2 separate regions of the Ovis aries genome follow, and region 2 is linked to region 1. A link is a contact called in public Hi-C data. All regions are on one chromosome and are shown on one strand. Each heading gives the region's core, a stretch centred on a gene start, on an enhancer-like site or on the middle of the called end of the contact. The rest is flanking DNA. Distances are from core to core; before and after follow the strand shown. Region 1 holds the start of ZNF608 (zinc finger protein 608). Region 2 has its middle 160 kb from the start of CSNK1G3.

Region 1 (4,373 bases), core at 1,144-3,643:
CATTCACAACAGAAGCACCAAAGGGTTTTTTTTCCTCTTAACAAGCATCGAGAATAATAGTTTTAAAAAAGAGAGCGCTTAGAGAAAAAAGTTTTCCCAACTTCTCATTCCGCCTTCAGTTCCAGACTTCAGAGTCACCGTGATCAGTAAGTAATGATCCCATGTAGCAAACCTACAGGCGTCCGCTAGTAACAAGACAGAATGTGCTAACATCGGGATAAATTAGTGAAAGGGAAGAAAGAATAAGGAGAAAGGACTGAAAATCTGGGCTGGATTCCGCCTGTTAGTCGGGAAGTGGCATTTTTCCGCCCGTCCTGACAGATTTGATTTCTTGAACTAACTTAAGAGGAAAGGAGGGGGGAAAGGGGTGGGGGAGAGAGAGGGACCGAGGGGAAGGAGGAAGAGGAGGAGGAAAGGGTGGGATGAGAAGCTGAACCAGAGGAGAAAAAGAAAGGTGTGGAGGGGGAGGGGAGCAGATGATTCAGTGAGCTGATAAACCAGTTAGAACAGCATTCGCTCGGGGCGGCGGGCGGCGGGGTGGGGAAAATAACGGCGTTTAAAATTGGTTCAGTCTTCGAAACCTGAAAGGATGTGATGTTTTCCTGTTTTATGTTGTTTTAAGAAAAAGGAACCGAGTTCCTAGTATAGTCCCCGAGGGGGGGGGGAAAAATCCGCTGTCGCTCAAGCCAATCAGTCATGTGGTAATTCGATAATTAGAGTAAAAAAAAAAAATTTTTTTTAAGGCGACCTTTTTCAGGACAGTTTTTCCCATTTATAGTCGCAGCAAACGGTGCGCCTCCTTTTTATTTTTCTCTCCTCCTCCTCCCTCACCCACCACCTCCTGTGTTTAGTCAGATGGCCCCGGAGCTTGGCTTAGTATTTTTAATTAGCTGGCGTTTGGAAGCTAAAAGCAGTAATGAATTGTTGATGGATTGGAAGTGGAGAGTCGCTTTGCTGGAAATGTCGGGGCTGGGAGAGGGGGATGGGCGAGTTAGCAACAACCAACCATCTAAAAGGAGCGATTTTGTTACAGTGCAAGCCTTTCACATCACGTGAGGATCAAGGGCTCAATTGGTTGTCGTGAGAACAAAAATGGTGACAAGCGTATCAAGAAAATACTGATCTGGTCTTTAAAAAAAAACCTGAAGGTCTCTCCCCTCCCCCTGCACACACTCTTCTCCCCTCGCCTCGCCGCCTCCCCCCCACCCCACCCCCGCCCTTGCAGTGGGAGCAGCTACAAGTTATGAATGTGAAACATTTCTCGCAGATCTAGGCTCTCGGAAGTTCGGAAGGAGTGAAATGTAATGAGCACAAGAGCAAAGCAGATGTTTTAAAGAAACACCTTATAAACCTTTCCTCAACTTATCTCCAATTTGTCGGCTTTGCCAAGTGGCCAGGGATGGAGAAGACTAGTCGAGGGGATAGGGCACCTCCACACTACTTGGATTTTAGGGAACCCCCCCTCATGTCTTAAACAAAGAAAAACATTTTACTAGCTCCAAGCCAGGTCCTGTAATAAACACACCATTGTTACTATTTGTGGGTTTGTTTGGGTTGGGTGGGGCATTTTTTCCCCCTTAATGGTGTTTTCGCAGCTTGCTTTTTTAAGGAGGTGGAAAATGGTAATTATAACCATTACATGTAGTGGGTGACTATTCCCTTGTTTAATATTAAATTATTGGGCACTGGATGTGACAAGAGACAGAAATCGGCTTATTCTGCCCTTGCTCCCATTTTCCTGGCTCGGTTTTGAGGAGGGTCCTGCCCTGCTAGGACAGGAGAGGGAGAGGTGAGGTGCGCTAGAGAATGGACACTGCAGATCAGGATTTGTAACTGTGTCACTTTATTCTCCTTGGGTGAGAGCCCCAAAGGTAATTTACTCTTAAGTTACCCCGAGTGCCCAGTCAAGCTTAATTTGTGTGAAGAAGTTACAAATGCTTCACCCTCCACTGAATAAAAATTCACCCTTCTTGGGTTGTTGTTCTCAATGCAAAAGCCAAACCCTGTAACTAGTTCCTCATTTCAATGCATAAAACTCGCACATTCCCCTGCATGAAGTCCCCGCTAAGTGCTATAGAGAGACACACCACGCAACCGTACTTACGGTCTGTATTGGATCGAGTTGACCTTTTCCTTCTAACTGCATTGAATGTGTTTGGTTGCAGCCGCTTTATTTTGGAAATTATAATCTCTTCAACAAATTTATTATTAAAGAAGATGGACCATCAAATGTCACAGACTGTCCTGTGTATTTTTTTTATAAAAGCAAAAATTAAAAGAAAAAAAAAGGAAAAGAAAAATCCCCCTGGTGCACACACACAAGCTTGTTCTGCAACACTGAAATCAGGACTGAAACACACACACACAGGGGGAGTGGAGCAAAAGGAGCTCTCAGCCTCTATACCTGAAAGGGACTTTTCTTTGTTCCCATTGCCCTTTCTCATCGGGCCAATCAGAGAGCAGCTTTTATGAAACTAGGCTCTCTCATTGGTTAGCTGCTTTCTCTTGGCTACTGTAGGGGGTTGAGATATACACACGTATAAAACACACACAGAGAACGGGTGGGGGTGCGGTGGGGGGTGGTTGTGGAGACAAAGCGTTTTATTTTCCAACCAGATTGGGGTTGAGAAACCTCCTGCAGTAAGATGAAGAAGAAAAAAAAAATGGTACGCCCGTTTCAATTACTACATCATTCACATAAAACACTTATTTATTAAATCTCAAACAGGCTGCGAGGAGAGGATGTCGGTAAATACAAGTTTGATTGTGTTATCTTGGGGGAAATAATGTATGTGATCGCTCGGTGGCACAGGGAAGCCAAATGAGCCACTAGCGCCTAGCGAGGAGAAAAGGGAGGCTGGCTGTGTGGAAATGACTGCGAGCGTTTTGCTGGCTTTCCTTCCGTGTTGCGAGGACTCGGCAGCGCGAACTCCCAAGACTGATTTTCTGTATTGCAGCTTCTGGCTTTCAACCCTCCCCCACCACTTTGCCCTTCTTCCAATTTTTTTTTTTTTTTTCTTTCCCTGTGTCTCTCATTTTACTCGCTGATTAAATAAGAAAAATCGATCTGGAGGTGAAGACACAGTGGTGGGGAAACAAGTAACCCTTTTGTTCCCAGGCTTCTGGTCCACAAGCAATGAAGTGTGAACACTAGCAACCATTTAACCACCACTACGTGAATGGTTCTTCCCTGGAATAGTAACAAAGCTTTCCCACCTGGTCCTAGGCAGCTCCAAAAAAATTAAAAATAAATAAGGTCCCAGCCAACCATATTAACACCTCGGGCCAGCCTCATTTTTTTAAAAATCGATTTGTGGGAGATAAATATACTAGGAAGATTAACCCCTTTAAACAGTCCCTGTGCCATTTTTGAGCCGAGGGATTGTCAAAGTTCCCCTTACTCCAAATATTTAACCCCCTCTTGGGGAGAGCCAGTGTCAAAGTCCTCAGAAGGCAACACCATGCGATTCACTGAGAATACGAAAATATTTTAGAATGTATTGTAGGACAAATGCCAACAACCAAGTTAATGGAACTCTGCGGTCACAGGACAAAAGAGGTTAATATGAAATAACAAGTTCAGTATTGTATATAACGCTGAATATACTTAAGCGAATGTATTTATATATATCAAGCTTTTAAAGCACTTTTAGTTTTAATTTTTCATTGTTATTTTCTGTCACTTTTAGGAGCTGTAATATGGAAATTTTAAAGTCAAGGGTGACTTTTCAAATTTAATTGAAAGCGTCATGATCCTAAGTTTTAAAGATCCAGCACTACTAGGATTGTAATTTCTGCATGACAGTTAAAATTTAAGAATGTGTCTTAACTGAGTCAAACTGGACATATAATGTGAATTAGAGCTAGCAGAAGATTGCTTATGATGTAAATATTCAGTGATGACCTTGTGGATCAATAAAAATATGTCACATGTTTTAGGTAACGTCTGTGACTCGTGTTTGAACTTTCAATATCTTTAGTTCTTTTTTTTATTGCCAATTAGTCGTTTCACTACCCAAGATGAACTTTATTCAAAGCTGCAAATAGTAATAAACAGCAGTTTCCATCCCTTGCTGAGGTACATAAACCAGAGGAATGAATCTATAATAGTCCTTGAAAGTGAAAGTGAAGTTGCTCAGTCGTGTCCGACTGTTTGCAACCCCATGGAGTGTAGCCTACCAAGCTCCTCTGTCCCTGGGATATTTCCAGGCAATAGTAACTGGAGTGGGTTGCCATTTCCTTCTCCAGGGGATCTTCCCGACCCAGGGATCGAACCCTGGTCTCCCACATTGTAGACAGATGCTTTACCGTCTGAGCCACCAGGGAAGTCCTAGAATAGTACTTAGATCTGCCTAAAAAGATTTACTTTCAAA
Region 2 (4,836 bases), core at 905-3,404, 1.1 Mb before region 1:
GACTGTATAATCCATGGGATCGCAAAGAGTCAGACACTGCTGAACAACCTTCACTTTTACTACTTTAACTCCTATTATAAAACCCCTCTTTATAATAAAAATGCTTGTCAAACTCGAAATAAGATTGGATCCAGGTTTTAAACATTGTTAGTAATTTAGCTGACTTTATTTTTGTTAGAGCAACTCTCTTTTTGGCCACTTGATGGCAGCATTTACTATATGTTAACATTGAACTTTTTTTTTTTTTTTCCCTCCCCGAGGTTGTTCAGCCTCGTTTAACATTGGTACTGGAAAAGATTGATAGCAATGCAAATGTATTTATAACCAAGAGAGATAGTCACCTTCCACCCCAATTAGCCTTTGCATTGATTTACTGAAGAAAAACATCTATTACTGAAAAAAGTCTTACAGATTAGTGTTGCATTATTTTGTTACAGTTGAAATATATAGGGAAAGTGATCTTGAAGAAGATACACTTTAGTCTAACCAAAAATGTATTTTTCCAATAGTTTAAAAAAAATACATCATTGAGGATGCAGCTCTAGTTCAGAATACCATACCATTTCCCCCTTAAAGCTATCTGCTTAGTTATTTGAATATTTTCTAATAATGAGCTTGTGTCACATTTTAGATCTTTAAAAAGAGATTTATTCATGAACTGTTGCTTGGATAAAGCCATTGATCTACCAATAAAGAAAAATCCCATTTCTCAATTTCTTTGTGAGAAGTTCTAATTATGGTTAGAACTAAAGTCTTTTCTTTTCTTTTTTTTTTTTTTTTAGTGAAAAGGCTTACTGCCTCCTGAAATACATTTTTGTACCCTCTAAAGATTGGAACTGCAACCGTGACTTTTTTCCTGCCGAGAAAAACATACCAGTAATGACTGTATAAACATCCTGGTAAGTACTTTCTAGGGAAGGTTTTCTAAGAGAATTCCCGTTTGAGATTTACATGGAGCACAAATTGATAGAGATTTACAAGGCAGTTACGATTTAGCGCTTTTGGCTCGAAAGAAAAAGTAGTATTTTTGTTTTGTTTTAACCATTGCCTATTTTCTCTTGGTTCCTTGTTTCTCTTAAAAAAATCATGGCATTTGGAAAAGTTTGATAGGTATTTTGCTTTTTGAGCTTTTACCAGAGAAGATTCCCCATATTATAATTCGTTGCCATCTGAGTTTATATGTCAGAGTTAGGATAGGGTACTCAGTATTGTAAAGAGACTCTACTGAGCCATCAGGACTGCAAAAATGACAAAAAAAGTTACTTGGGAAGTTGTGGATGGATGGCAAGTTTATATAAATATCTTTGTGGGTGCATATAAATATTCTGGGGAGGCAATTCCAGCTCTGCTATTTTCACAAGCTCAACTCTATTTTCTGAGCTTTATGTATGTTTACTTACATACAATTGTACATTTTCTTCTGTTTATATACGCTTGGATATTCTGTGTCTATAAAAGGAGACTTATGTTCCTTATACATACTTCCTGTAGCTCATCTAATGCTAGTTTAAAATTAAAAGAAGATTCTATAGTAAAAGTAATGCAAAATTACTGAAGAAAGCTTATAAAATATAGATATGTGAAAAGTAAATAAAAACCTGTATCTTACCATGGCTTTATTGAGTGTTATAGTCATAAATATGTATATATATCACAAATAAATATAAAAATATTATAGAAATTAGGTCATACATTAGTCTTATACAGGTTTTCACAACCTAGTCAGACACAGTTTCTATTGCTACACAATTCACTTATGTGCCTTTTCTTTTTAACATAAGCACATAATCCTCATTTTCAGATTTATCATTATGAGATAAGCTACCTGGTTTGGACCCCTGGAAAAAGAACATTTAAATGACACCACTGTAGTCACCTGCTGGGTCTGATTGCATACATATGGGAATTCGTAAAGAGGACGCATCTCCAGATGGCCTCATGTTCCTTCCTTAAATCGTATAGGAAGTTAAGGTCTAGAGCTGACAGGCGTAATTGCTGTGATGTTCAGTCTCAGATGAAATCAATGTGGAAAAGAGAAAGAAAACAATAGCCCTGACAGCTTTGCCAGTCTGCAAGCTTTGCTGTATGTAATGTGCTGTTCAGTTCCAGCCAAAAGTTGAGAAAGGAAGAAGTGCTTGAGTGGCTGCACTAGAGAGGAGCTGGTTGCCTTTCAGGAGAGCCTTGTTTTTACTTTGTGCTCTGAAACCCTGAGAGCCCAGCACAGTGCTGTCTCCCTCACTGGTGCAAGAAGGTGCTGAGAACTGCCTGCCCAGAAATGCCAACTGGAAGTCAGAACAATCTCAACTGCAGCCCTCTTACCAGTTACTTGATGGGCACATGTGCACGCATATGTGTGGGTGTTCTTGCATGGATGAATGCATGTTCACACATGTTCCATGCATGCTGAGTTTTCTGGTTAGTGTAGTTCCATCAAAACCTGGTCACAGGAACTTGGGTCAGTGTTTTAGGCATGACGCATCTCAGACAGTGTGTGGTCTCTGAATACAGGTACCCAGCCTGACTACAGTGAAGGCAGCTCCATTACATTCAGCAGTGTCTCAGTTAAAGCAGAATAGAAGGGTTTCAGCAAAGAGAAGGAATTGGGTTGTGCTGCTGGTTTAGTCTGACTGTGAGTGGAGAAATAGTGAAGCAATTGGGGGCTCCTACCTGCTATAACGTTGTGGGAATCTCCCAAAACTATGAAGCAAACTTAGATTTGGCACGTTTGCTTAATGGTTTTGATAAGCCCTGTAGCCAGATACCATTTCTGGGTTTAGAATAGTTGAGTTCTGTGTCAAATTTGTTTTTTGTTGTTTTGCTGTTTGCAAATGTCCAGCCCCCCTGAAATCTTTGCATATTCAATAAAAAATTACCCAGGGAGTTGGAATTGGCATTGATTTTTAATTTATACAGAACTTATTACAAATATATATCAGTGTCAATTAAAACATTTCATTGCCTACAACATATAGGAAATCAAATTTCATAATTGCATTTACCATGTGGGCAGTAACACTGGTTTCAGAGTTTAAAGGTCATTGATAATCAGGCTCTGAGTTTAAACTGCAGTATGTTTTATTCCTCTCCCTCCTAGATTGCAAATGTGACAAAGAAACACTGGCACAACTTAGCATTTTCCAATAAAAGAAACATTGATGCTTGCTTTCTGTTTGCCTTTCTTGTGCCGCGTCCTTCGTAACTGCAAAGATAACTTGCAGGTAAATATTCAGTCAGTGTTTGAACAATGAGAACAGTAATACCAATTTGAGTAACAAAATACAAATGGGCCCTTTGGCTTTGATTTACAGAAGTGACGTGAATAAAAAAGTCAATTTTCATTTATTATCAAGTGGGAACTTAGTGTTTTCAAATTTGTCTGTCCTTGATAAAATTCTTCTTTAATTTCAGCAGGACTCTTCCCTAAGAGTTTTCCGTCTTGCACTTCCCATTTTCCACCCTCCTTTCATCATTCTCAAGTTTCTCGATCCTGGAATTTTGCTTCTTTCCTGGTAAGTTGTAGTAAGGGAGCATGTTCATTTTGTTATCAGGTTGCAGTCACTGATCTGACCAAGTTCTGGGTTTTGCGTGTCATCCAGTATTAATATGTGTCAGTTCTTCAGGCCGTGACTTCTTCACCTGCGGAATGAGGGTGAGGAATGGTTTGACTTCTGTGGTCACTTGTGACTTTAAAGTCCTGTGCTGCTTAGTTTCATTTCCCTTGTGGAAAAATTCAGAAAGAATTCACCTTGCTGTCTACCTTTTTTAAAAAAAGTGAGTTACAGGGCCTTCTCCCACAGCATACATTTTTATCAACAGAAGTGGATATGACTTGTTTTTGTCAGGAAGCGTGGTTTATATTATGGAAAATGCTGTTTGTCGTAATGTGCTAACTGCTGGAATAAAGCTGTTTCCTGACCAACTCACGTGCTCTGAGTGTCCCAGTGGATTGTTCATCGTGGCAATGGGTGATACGGATCATCAGATTCTGGTGATTAGTGCAAGAAGGCTAGACAAGCGAAAATACTGGTTGTAATAGGAAAGAAATCATTGATTGTGAGCACTGTCTAAATGTAAATCAATTTTTGATTTGCTTTATGATATTTTGAATTGATTGGAGAAGGAAATGGCAACCCACTCCAAAATGCATGCCTGGAGAATCCCATGGACAGATGAGCCTGGCGGGCTATGGGGTCACAAAGAGTTGGACATGGCAGAAGCAACTTAGCATGTATATTTTGAGTGTATAGCTATAGAAAGTATCTTTATAACCAATATTTCTGTAAGACATTAATTTTATTATTTTGTATCTAAATTTATTAAATAAAGAACAAAATCAAAGCTGATTTAAACACTTTATGACAAACAAACCTCTACCAACACTGGTAGAGACTAGATGAGAGAGAAGACAAAATACAAAAAAAACCTTCCATATCACTACTGGTAGCAAAGGGTTTAAAAATTAATAAAAATATTAGGAAGGAATATATGCAAATGAAATGGATGATTTCTGAAAATCCAAAATTTGTATAAGGAAAAGGAAGACCATGAGTGGGCCAATAATTACTGACAAAAAAAAAAAAAAAATTCAGCGCTGGTGATCAAAGACCTCGTACCAGTAAAGTCTCAGACCCAGAATATTTTATAGTAGAATTTACCAAAAATTTAAGTAGAATCTCTCTATATTATATAGATTATTCTAGAAATTAGAAAAATATTAAATCTACCCAACTTATTTAGAAGGTGCTATCACCTTGGTTACAAACTATAAGAAATAAAATTATAAACCTATTTCATGTATGAGCCTAAATAATAGAATCTAAGTAAAATATTAAAGTC

Evidence for each region. Hi-C and Micro-C count contacts between places; a contact is called where the count stands out from the background.
Region 2: a contact with region 1 is called in a Hi-C map of hypothalamus, with 7 times the contacts expected there. The contact joins the enhancer-like site here to the promoter of ZNF608 in region 1. A contact is called at or near these places in 2 of 16 Hi-C or Micro-C datasets (hypothalamus and skin fibroblasts).

The regions. Positions count from the first base shown.
Region 1 is chr5:26,709,025-26,713,397 of ARS-UI_Ramb_v3.0, reverse strand. ZNF608 (zinc finger protein 608) reads right to left here and starts at 2,393. Exons shown (of 9, transcript XM_027969981.3): 1 at 2,105-2,393. The coding sequence starts at 2,146.
Region 2 is chr5:27,779,004-27,783,839 of ARS-UI_Ramb_v3.0, reverse strand. No RefSeq gene overlaps it. Among named protein-coding and RNA genes, the nearest start is that of CSNK1G3, 160 kb to the left of the region's middle. Within about 2 kb of position 2,154, at least 4 of the 54 cell types and tissues checked have an H3K27ac peak or open chromatin away from gene starts, as enhancers often do. A contact at or near this core is called in hypothalamus, where this site is marked.